Linked DNA regions of Ovis aries: region 2 is linked to region 1. The links are chromatin contacts, called in public Hi-C maps. All regions are on one chromosome and are shown on one strand. Each heading gives the region's core, a stretch centred on a gene start, on an enhancer-like site or on the middle of the called end of the contact. The rest is flanking DNA. Distances are from core to core; before and after follow the strand shown. Region 1 overlaps PRICKLE1 (prickle planar cell polarity protein 1). Region 2 overlaps PRICKLE1 (prickle planar cell polarity protein 1).

What was found. Hi-C and Micro-C count contacts between places; a contact is called where the count stands out from the background.
Region 2: a Hi-C map of tail adipose tissue shows a contact between it and region 1, with 2.8 times the contacts expected there. The contact joins two enhancer-like sites. A contact is called at or near these places in 9 of 16 Hi-C or Micro-C datasets (blood, hypothalamus, liver and 5 more).

Annotation. Positions count from the first base shown.
Region 1 is chr3:144,367,243-144,371,305 of ARS-UI_Ramb_v3.0, forward strand. All of the region lies in intron 2 of PRICKLE1 (prickle planar cell polarity protein 1), which reads left to right. Among named protein-coding and RNA genes, the nearest start is that of PRICKLE1, 20 kb to the left of the region's middle. Within about 2 kb of position 2,374, at least 8 of the 54 cell types and tissues checked have an H3K27ac peak or open chromatin away from gene starts, as enhancers often do. A contact at or near this core is called in hypothalamus, where this site is marked.
Region 2 is chr3:144,427,624-144,431,686 of ARS-UI_Ramb_v3.0, forward strand. All of the region lies in intron 3 of PRICKLE1 (prickle planar cell polarity protein 1), which reads left to right. Among named protein-coding and RNA genes, the nearest start is that of PRICKLE1, 81 kb to the left of the region's middle. Within about 2 kb of position 2,203, at least 9 of the 54 cell types and tissues checked have an H3K27ac peak or open chromatin away from gene starts, as enhancers often do. A contact at or near this core is called in hypothalamus, where this site is marked.

The DNA.
Region 1 (4,063 bases), core at 1,124-3,623:
TCGGGAAGATCCCTTGGAGGAGGGCATGGCAACCCACTCCAGAGAATCCCATGGACAAAGGAGCCTGGTGGGCTACAGTCCATAAGGTTGCAAAGAGTCGGACACACCTGAAGCAACTTAGCATGCATGTATCTTTGAAGGTTAATTATAATATGAAATCTACCCAAATTGTTCACACTTAAAATTTATCTCTCATTCATCCATCTGTTTTATTCATTCAGCATATACTTACTGAAGAAACAGAGGCATATTCCTAAACAATACAAGAAAGGGGGTGATTAATAGAAACAAAAGGAAAGACAGATCCAAAGATGTGACCTATCCACTCCATCCTTCAGGGCTCTGCGATGTGGAGGTCTGGGCTGGGGAATGCACTCATTCCCCAGGAAGGAAACATGCTTGCCCTCAGTTAGCAAATGAGCCCTCTGATGCAGAGTGAGCAAAAGTGACTTTCACATCAGACCCAGGTCACCCAGATACTGCTGGGGGTTCACTCTCTTGGACCGTAAAAACAAACAAAAGCTCCCATCCCAGGAGCTGGGTCTGAAAAGCCACCAGAACCCCTGCTTGTTTCCAAACACAAGGCCTGAGACTCTGGCATTCCTCTGATTCTCACCACTGGCTTTAACTACAGACTTGGTTTGTACTGGATGGTTTCACACCCCACCCCACCAAGCTGATTCCAGGGATTTTGTTTTTGATCAACTATATAAGTTACAGGGACATTTTCTTTTTCCTATCAGCTTCTTTTTGAACTCTCTTGAAAAAGGAAATAGCCTCTTCATAAAATTCCCTTTTACTGGTCTTTTTTGTTGACTTTGAAACTCATACCAAGTTTATAAGATGGGGAAACCTAAAATTTTTGTATTTCTTTCTTTTCTGATATTGACATGTGCAAAAAATTACCTATTCTTGATGTTTATACTTACTTTTACATTTCAAATAGGCTACATTTTGCTGTACATTTTTCAGTGGCTAGATGAAGGTAGAATTTGACAGGTGATTTGAGGGGATTTGCTTTGATAAACCTAGGAAATTAAAGAGTTTATATTTGCTAAGACAGCTTTGGGGATTAAGGTTAAATTCATACAGACTATTTGCATATTACATTAAATTAGTTATTGTTGACCCTAACATGTAAATGCTTGTGAAAATAATCTCCCCAATATATAAAATAGTTGCTTCAAAATAAAGCTAAATATTTTCTTCTTTGTTTTGACTATATATTTTAAAGTTTCTATAATACGTTTCAAGAAATCACTGAATATGGAACTTAACTTATTAAGGTTGCACATTTGTATTTGGAAAGCCACTGAAATAAATATAAAGGGACTTCTTTAAAGATTTATTTTACTTATGAGTAAACTAGATGTTTTCTAGATAAACATGGGTGCCATTCATAACTGCTTAATTATAATTCTGTGAACTGTTGAAATCAAATCAGTGTCTTGATCAATTGAGCTGTCAGGTGGAATTTTATCAAAAACCCATATACTTCATTCATACTTTAGGACTCCAGTGAATTCTGTCACAAAAAAATCACCTCATACCCCATCTGGAAGGCAGCCATTTCAACGTGGAATATGACAATTGTTTAACAATGCATACTAAAACAAATAATCTATGACTCACAGAAGGAACTGTATCCAATTGAAACTTCCAGGGTAATGCAGGTAGGTGGACATAACCACCCAGGTGTCTTGAAACCATCCCAGTTCCAATTGGCTAATGAGCTCATAAAGCTGAGATCGCTTTGCTGTGTCTCCCTGGCTAGTTTGCTTGTCCATTAGCATGATTCCACCTAACATCATGCTGGGACATTGATTTCATATTGATTCACAAAGGAATACTTTGGGTCACGCAGCGACTGTCTAGTCTACAGCAGGTGTTTCTGTGGGACTCTGATTTCAGAATCTGTGCTGTTCAGCTGCTGACATAATCTTTCAGCTGTACTGGCCAGAGCAGAGTTTCACACAGAGCAGTAGTGCCACACTACTCATGTTAAATATGAACCTTGGTGGGGTTACATGTTTCCATCATCGATCCATCTGCTCTAGGGATTACATCACCACAAAAGAGTTCATTTGTCTTGTTTTGAGGGTCATGTCTGATTGCATAGGTCAGCAAAGAATAATAGATGACTGTTTTTTACTTTGCTTCATGTCTGTGCCTCACTTTTTCTCTACTGCTGCCAAGCAGGACAATAAGTTTCTGCACAGCTGGTACCATAAGAATGACATCCAAGCTGGAAAAGGTGACTGCTATCTATTGAAAACCTGAGTTAACCAGTCTGGAAAGTTAAATATAGACCCTCTCTAAACTGACTTGATCGCAGAGAATTCTGCATCCAGTAGGGAGAAAGGAGTCACTAGATGGCAGTCTTAAACAAACTTGAAATGATGTTTCCTCTCTTAAATCCATTACCTGAAAGCAGTCACTTCTGTTCCAAATGAACGTGCAAATCCAGGGGCATTATAAAGTTTAATATCCCACTATAAAATTTTGCTTTTGATATGGAAAAGTATTCCATATATAAATCTTGCTCAATCTACAGGTTAGTTATCCCAATAAACTCATTGGGATTGACAGTATCATAGCTGAAAATGCATTTAGTTCACCTACCTTGCTGGACGTGATAGCTTACCTCAGTGTACCCTAAATATGCTCAGAGCACTCACATTAGTTTGTTGTTGATGTTGATGTTGTTCAATTGCTAAGTTGTGTCCGACTCTGTGTGACCCCACGGACTGCAGCACGCCAGGCTCCTTTGTTCTCCACCATCTCCCTGAGTTTGCTCAAACATGTCCATTGGCTAGATGATGCTGTCTAACCACCTCATCCTCTGCTGCCCCCTTCCCCCTTTGCTTTCAGTCCTTCCCAGTGTTAGGGTCTTTTCCAGTGATTCCTCTCTTCACATCAGGTGGCCAAAGTATCAGAGCTTCAGCTTCAGCATCAGTCCTTTTAGTAAATATTTAGGTTTGATTTCCTTTAGGACTGACTGGTTTGATCTCCTCACTGTCCAAGGGACTCTCAAGAGTCCTCTAGCACCGCAATTTGAAAGCATCAGTTCTTTAGCACTCATCCTTCATTATGGACCAACTCACATCCATACAGGATTGCTTATAAAACCATAGCTTTCACTACATGAACCTTTATCAGCAAAGTGATTTCTCTGTTTTTCAATACGCAGTCTAGGTTTATCATAGCTTTCCTTCCAAGTGTCTTTTAATTTCATGGCTGCAGTCACTGTCTGAAGTGATTTTGGAGCCCAAGCAAATAAAATCTCTCACTGCTTTCATTTTTCCCCTTCTGTTTGCCACGAAGTAATGGGACCGAATGCCATGAGCATTACAATAGTTTTGAAAATGCACACAGTAGAGTAAAATTGCTTCCCTAGGCTAAGATGAGCTTCTTGAAAATACTCCTTAACTGTCATTTCACTTTTTCTGTAAGTATATTTTCCACCTTACTCTGTTGTAAGGTTAGTAGTATTAGGTTGATGGAAAAACAATAGCAGTTTCTGACCCTGAGTTTTAAATCATTATAACTAGGCTCAAACACATCTTTATTAGTCAAAATAGGAACCATTACAATCAATACATTTTTCCCAACGAGAAATAAGTTTATTTATTTCTGTAGCATAAAAATCCGTGCTTCAGAATTGAACAAACTCTTAGAAAGCGTTTTCTACATACTGCTGATTGTGGAAGCCTTTTTCCTGCAAAAAGTTGTCAAGAAGCTTGAAAAAATGGTAGCCAGTTGGCAAGAGGTCAGATGAATATGGTGGGTAACGCAAAATATTTATGTGTAGTCACGCATTGTCGTGGAGAATAATTGGGCCTTTTCTGTTGACCAGTGCTGGCTGCAGGCCCTGCAGTTTTCCATGCATCTCATCAATTTGCTGAGCATACTTCTCAGATGTAATGGTTTTGCCAGAATTCAGAAAGCTGTAGTGGATCAGATGGGCAGCAGATCACCTGTGGCCATGACCTTTTTTTTGGTTCAAGTTTGGCTTTGGAAAGTGCTTTGGAGCTTCTTCTCTGTCCAACCACTGACCTGGTCA
Region 2 (4,063 bases), core at 953-3,452, 60 kb after region 1:
GGGCGTGCTCATCCAGGTGGGAGTCACTAAGCCCAAGACTGTTCTAGATAAGTAACAGGTGTGAGGTGTTGTCACAAGGCTCTTCTGTTTGACAGCTGAATTGAGCCATAAAATTTTTGAATAATTTATGCAACTTTCCAGGATTCAGAATGCACAATGAAATCCTTACAGTTAATTTTGCATGTGTATGTCACTCATCTTTGGCTGAGGTGAAAATATTCAGATTGCCCTATAAGTCAAAATTAATTTTGTAAACTATTATCCATGGTCTTAGCATCTTCTTTTCGCTTTTCAGTAAAATCAGAGTTTATCACAATCATATGTTTTAATTTATATTTCAAAATATTACAAGATGGCCAAGACTGAGTTTAAGAAACCTTTAAAACATCTTTAATTTTGGTGAACTGGTAAGTTTGCATGCTCTTTTTTTGTAAGCTGAATTTTTCCTCCTCAAAAAAAAGAGAAAGCAAGGCAACATGTGGTTTGTTACATTCGTGGCCCTGCTTAGCCTGTTTTGCATTAGGAGGTTATGGAAACCTAAGACTGAAAGCTCCATAAAGCAAACCTTACAGTGAAGGAAAGAAATAGAGAAAAGAGACATCTGAAACTTGGCCCTTTTTCCCCATCTGCCCTAAAAATACATTCCAGTGTGAAATGTGGGTCCCTGATAGTTGGCAGTATAAAGGAGCAGAAAGGCAAGTACTTTTTAAAAAATCATACCTATTAAGTACCTTGAGTAAGTAGCCTCTATAGTTTCCCTTTAAGAACTATCTAAAACATAAAACTGTCTGGGAAAGAACAGGTCTGTAAATGTCCAGTCATTCCCCAGCCATTCTTTAACTATCAGTTCCTCCCCTACACAAAACAAAAACTGCCACCAAGAGTCTACCCAGTGAGGGTCAAAGCTGCCACTCTTGCTGGCAGGCCTCTGGGAGTGACATGCGGAGGCCCTGGCCCACTTTTCCTACTTTGTCCTAGAGCTGCTAATGGTGACAGTGAATGTTTTCCTCACAATGCATAGAAAATTTGCTGCCTTGTTAGCACACTAGAGGTCACTTTAAATTATTTTCCCCCTAATAATTTTACTACAGATGAAATTTCTTATTACACAGCATCAGCATCAAAATGCCCAGATGTTCCTATTACAGGCTTTCAAGGATCCCAAATATTTATGTATATGAACATCATATTTATTCTCCCTAAGAGTTCTCTTAATTAGGCATGAGAAATATTTTCATATAGAGTGACAAGCATTTTTTGTAGATTTTAATTGTCTGTGAAAAAAACATGCTGCACTTTGTCAAAGGTGTTCTTAGGAATCGGATAGCTGTACATTCAGAAAAGTCATCATAAAATAGACTCTTGGAAAGACAAGATGATCAGAAATGTTGCTTGTGTAGGACTTGGTCCTCCTCTTCTGTCTTTTGAATGGTGACTTCATTTGAAGAGCTTATCGACCCATGCCATTGGATTATTTCCAGAAATTTTTAACTCTTTAGATCCTAAAAGCGTGGCATGTCATAAAACTATTTTTCTAATTACATTTTCAGGCTTCACTAAGTTGCTCCCCGCTCCCAAATATACCTTTCCAAAAGGTGGAGAGAAGCATTTCAGAGATGCCTGGAATCTTGTTAGAATCTATTGAAAGAGAAGCTAAAGACTTTAGAAACAGTCAATAACGGAAATGAGGTTTGTTCTATTGTGTTAGCAGCAATGCAGTCAGTAATCTTAGTTTGTGTTAAGTAAAAAACGTGTGCCCTTCTGTAAGAAGCAGATTGTCTTTACAAGCCTGCTTATATTATATGATATTATATGAGTGATATTATATGAGTCTTAATAGTTTATATTATTTGAGCTCAGCTGCAACAAATTTTTCTTGGGGGACATTTTGGCAATTACAATCGCCAAGAAATGCTGCCAGACTATTAATTCTATTGTCTTTTTTTCCCCTTTTTATTCATTTGCTGTAACTGAACTGAAGGACCTTAGTAAAACAACAATAATAATGTATTATGGTCCTGGGAGCTGAGCTGTAATCAATTTCGTCTGACAGGCTTATTAATGGCTGCATTATTACTGCAGTGCCTTTTTGCCTTCAGGATGTCATGTGAGATGCGTTCAGCTGAATGGGTCACACATAAGCTATAAACTGAACCATTCTCGTGGTTTGCCCTTTGTTCAGCATAATCTGCCTCTAAATCGAGGAACTGATGGTTGGGCTCCATCTGAGAGTGATACCCTTACTTGAGTAAGAGCTTAGCACACCCTGATACTCTAATGATGAATAGTTGCATCAGAGCAACTGTTATATGAATGATCTTCAGATACAGGCCAGTTTTGTTGTATTTGGACAATAAATGACTTTGTATCTGTAGCAGTTAAAAATGCAGTGAACTGCTTCCAAAAGCTCAGTGTCTCAGTTGTCTGAGGACCCCCAGGATTGGGGGCTGTGGGTGATCCCCCTCCTTTGAGCTGTGCAGCATTTCGGTCCTAGAGGTCAGGGCAGCCAGTGTGTTGTCACTGAGTGCATTGCTTCATTTCTAGATGAAGTAATGTGATATGAACATTCTAGAATTATCCTTCCTACTTCCTGGTGATATTGCTGAGTCACCAGTTGGGGCAAGCAAAGCATGTTATTTTGCTATTTGTAAGAAGCTCTGCTTTAAAAGCAAATAACCTAGTGGTTGAAGACAATAGGCTTTGATGTCAGACCTGGTTCTGAATCCAGGCTCTTGCACTAATTAGCTGATGATTAGATGATGGAGCAACTTACATGTCTCATTTGTAAAATGAGGAATATAAGATCTGCCTTATCATGTTATAAGAATTTTTTTTAATGTATAGGATTTAACACAAGGCCTAGCCTACAAGTACTCTAGATGTTACAGCTACATAATAGTAACAATAATAGTGATGGAGGTTCACTTGGCATTCTTATATTCTTAGCGTGTCACCAAATAAAATGCAGTAACATGCTATATGTTCAAGATGATGCACAAGTGTAATGCATACTTGACCCCTCATTCTGTGCTGACGCCACCCCTGTCTTTAGGTCATTGCATGTTCATTGAAAGGAAGGCCCTGTGTCAGGTACACGATGGCCTGCTATGAGACAGCATCCTCTTTCCTCAAAGGATACTAGGATGTTCATTACATCCAGATCCATCCAGACTGCACTTTTATCCTCACAGACAGGTTCCTCACCGTGATCATCATGGGATCATATCACTGCATTTTGTTTGAGAAAGCTCTTTTAAGGAACCAGAAACACCAGAAGGTGCGTTTCTCAAAATACATCTCTTCCAATCACTAATACTAAGCAAAATAGTGACTGTAGCCCATCCTTATTGGTGTAACTGCCAAGTGGAAAGTTTGAGTTTCTGGGTTGTCCCAAAGCTCTGTGCACAGAGGAAGAGAAGCTATCTGTTGAATTAAAAGAATTTCTATTTGAGAAAGAAAATAGGCAGTAATTTTGGTGGAGGGACTGGTCTGAATAAGATGGGAGTCCTGGGGCCTAATGGAGAGTCTTGGAGGAATGGAAGTGCAGCATAGAAACCTCTGGTGTAATGGGACCTCAGGGAACATTCCTGGACCCATCCCAAATGAAGTCCTGAAGTAAGAGTCAGCCAGGCAGATAAAAATGTGTGGCTAGACAGTTGCACGTAGAGGAAACAGCAGGATTAGACAAAGGGTCATGAAACAACATGATATGCTTGGAAACCACAAGTTCTGGAGCCAGAGGTGAGATATGACAAGTGATGGAGATACAGTCGGAGGGGTCAGTGGGGGCTGGAAATGAAGGACCTTCATTTATCCCATGGAGGTGCCAGAAAAACTGAAGAAGGGATTTTTAAAGTAGAAGAATGATACTAGGTTTATAGTGGTCAAGTGAGGGAAAATGGGTATGTAGGGAAGAGAAGCCCCGAGGCTCGGCTGCTGTAGCATCCCAGGATGGGGGACAAGGTGAGACAGAAAATGAAAAAGACGCAAAATCCATTCAGTCCCTGAATGAGGGCAGGCAAGAAGAAGGGCACTTGGTGAAGGAGACGCCTGTGATGGTCAG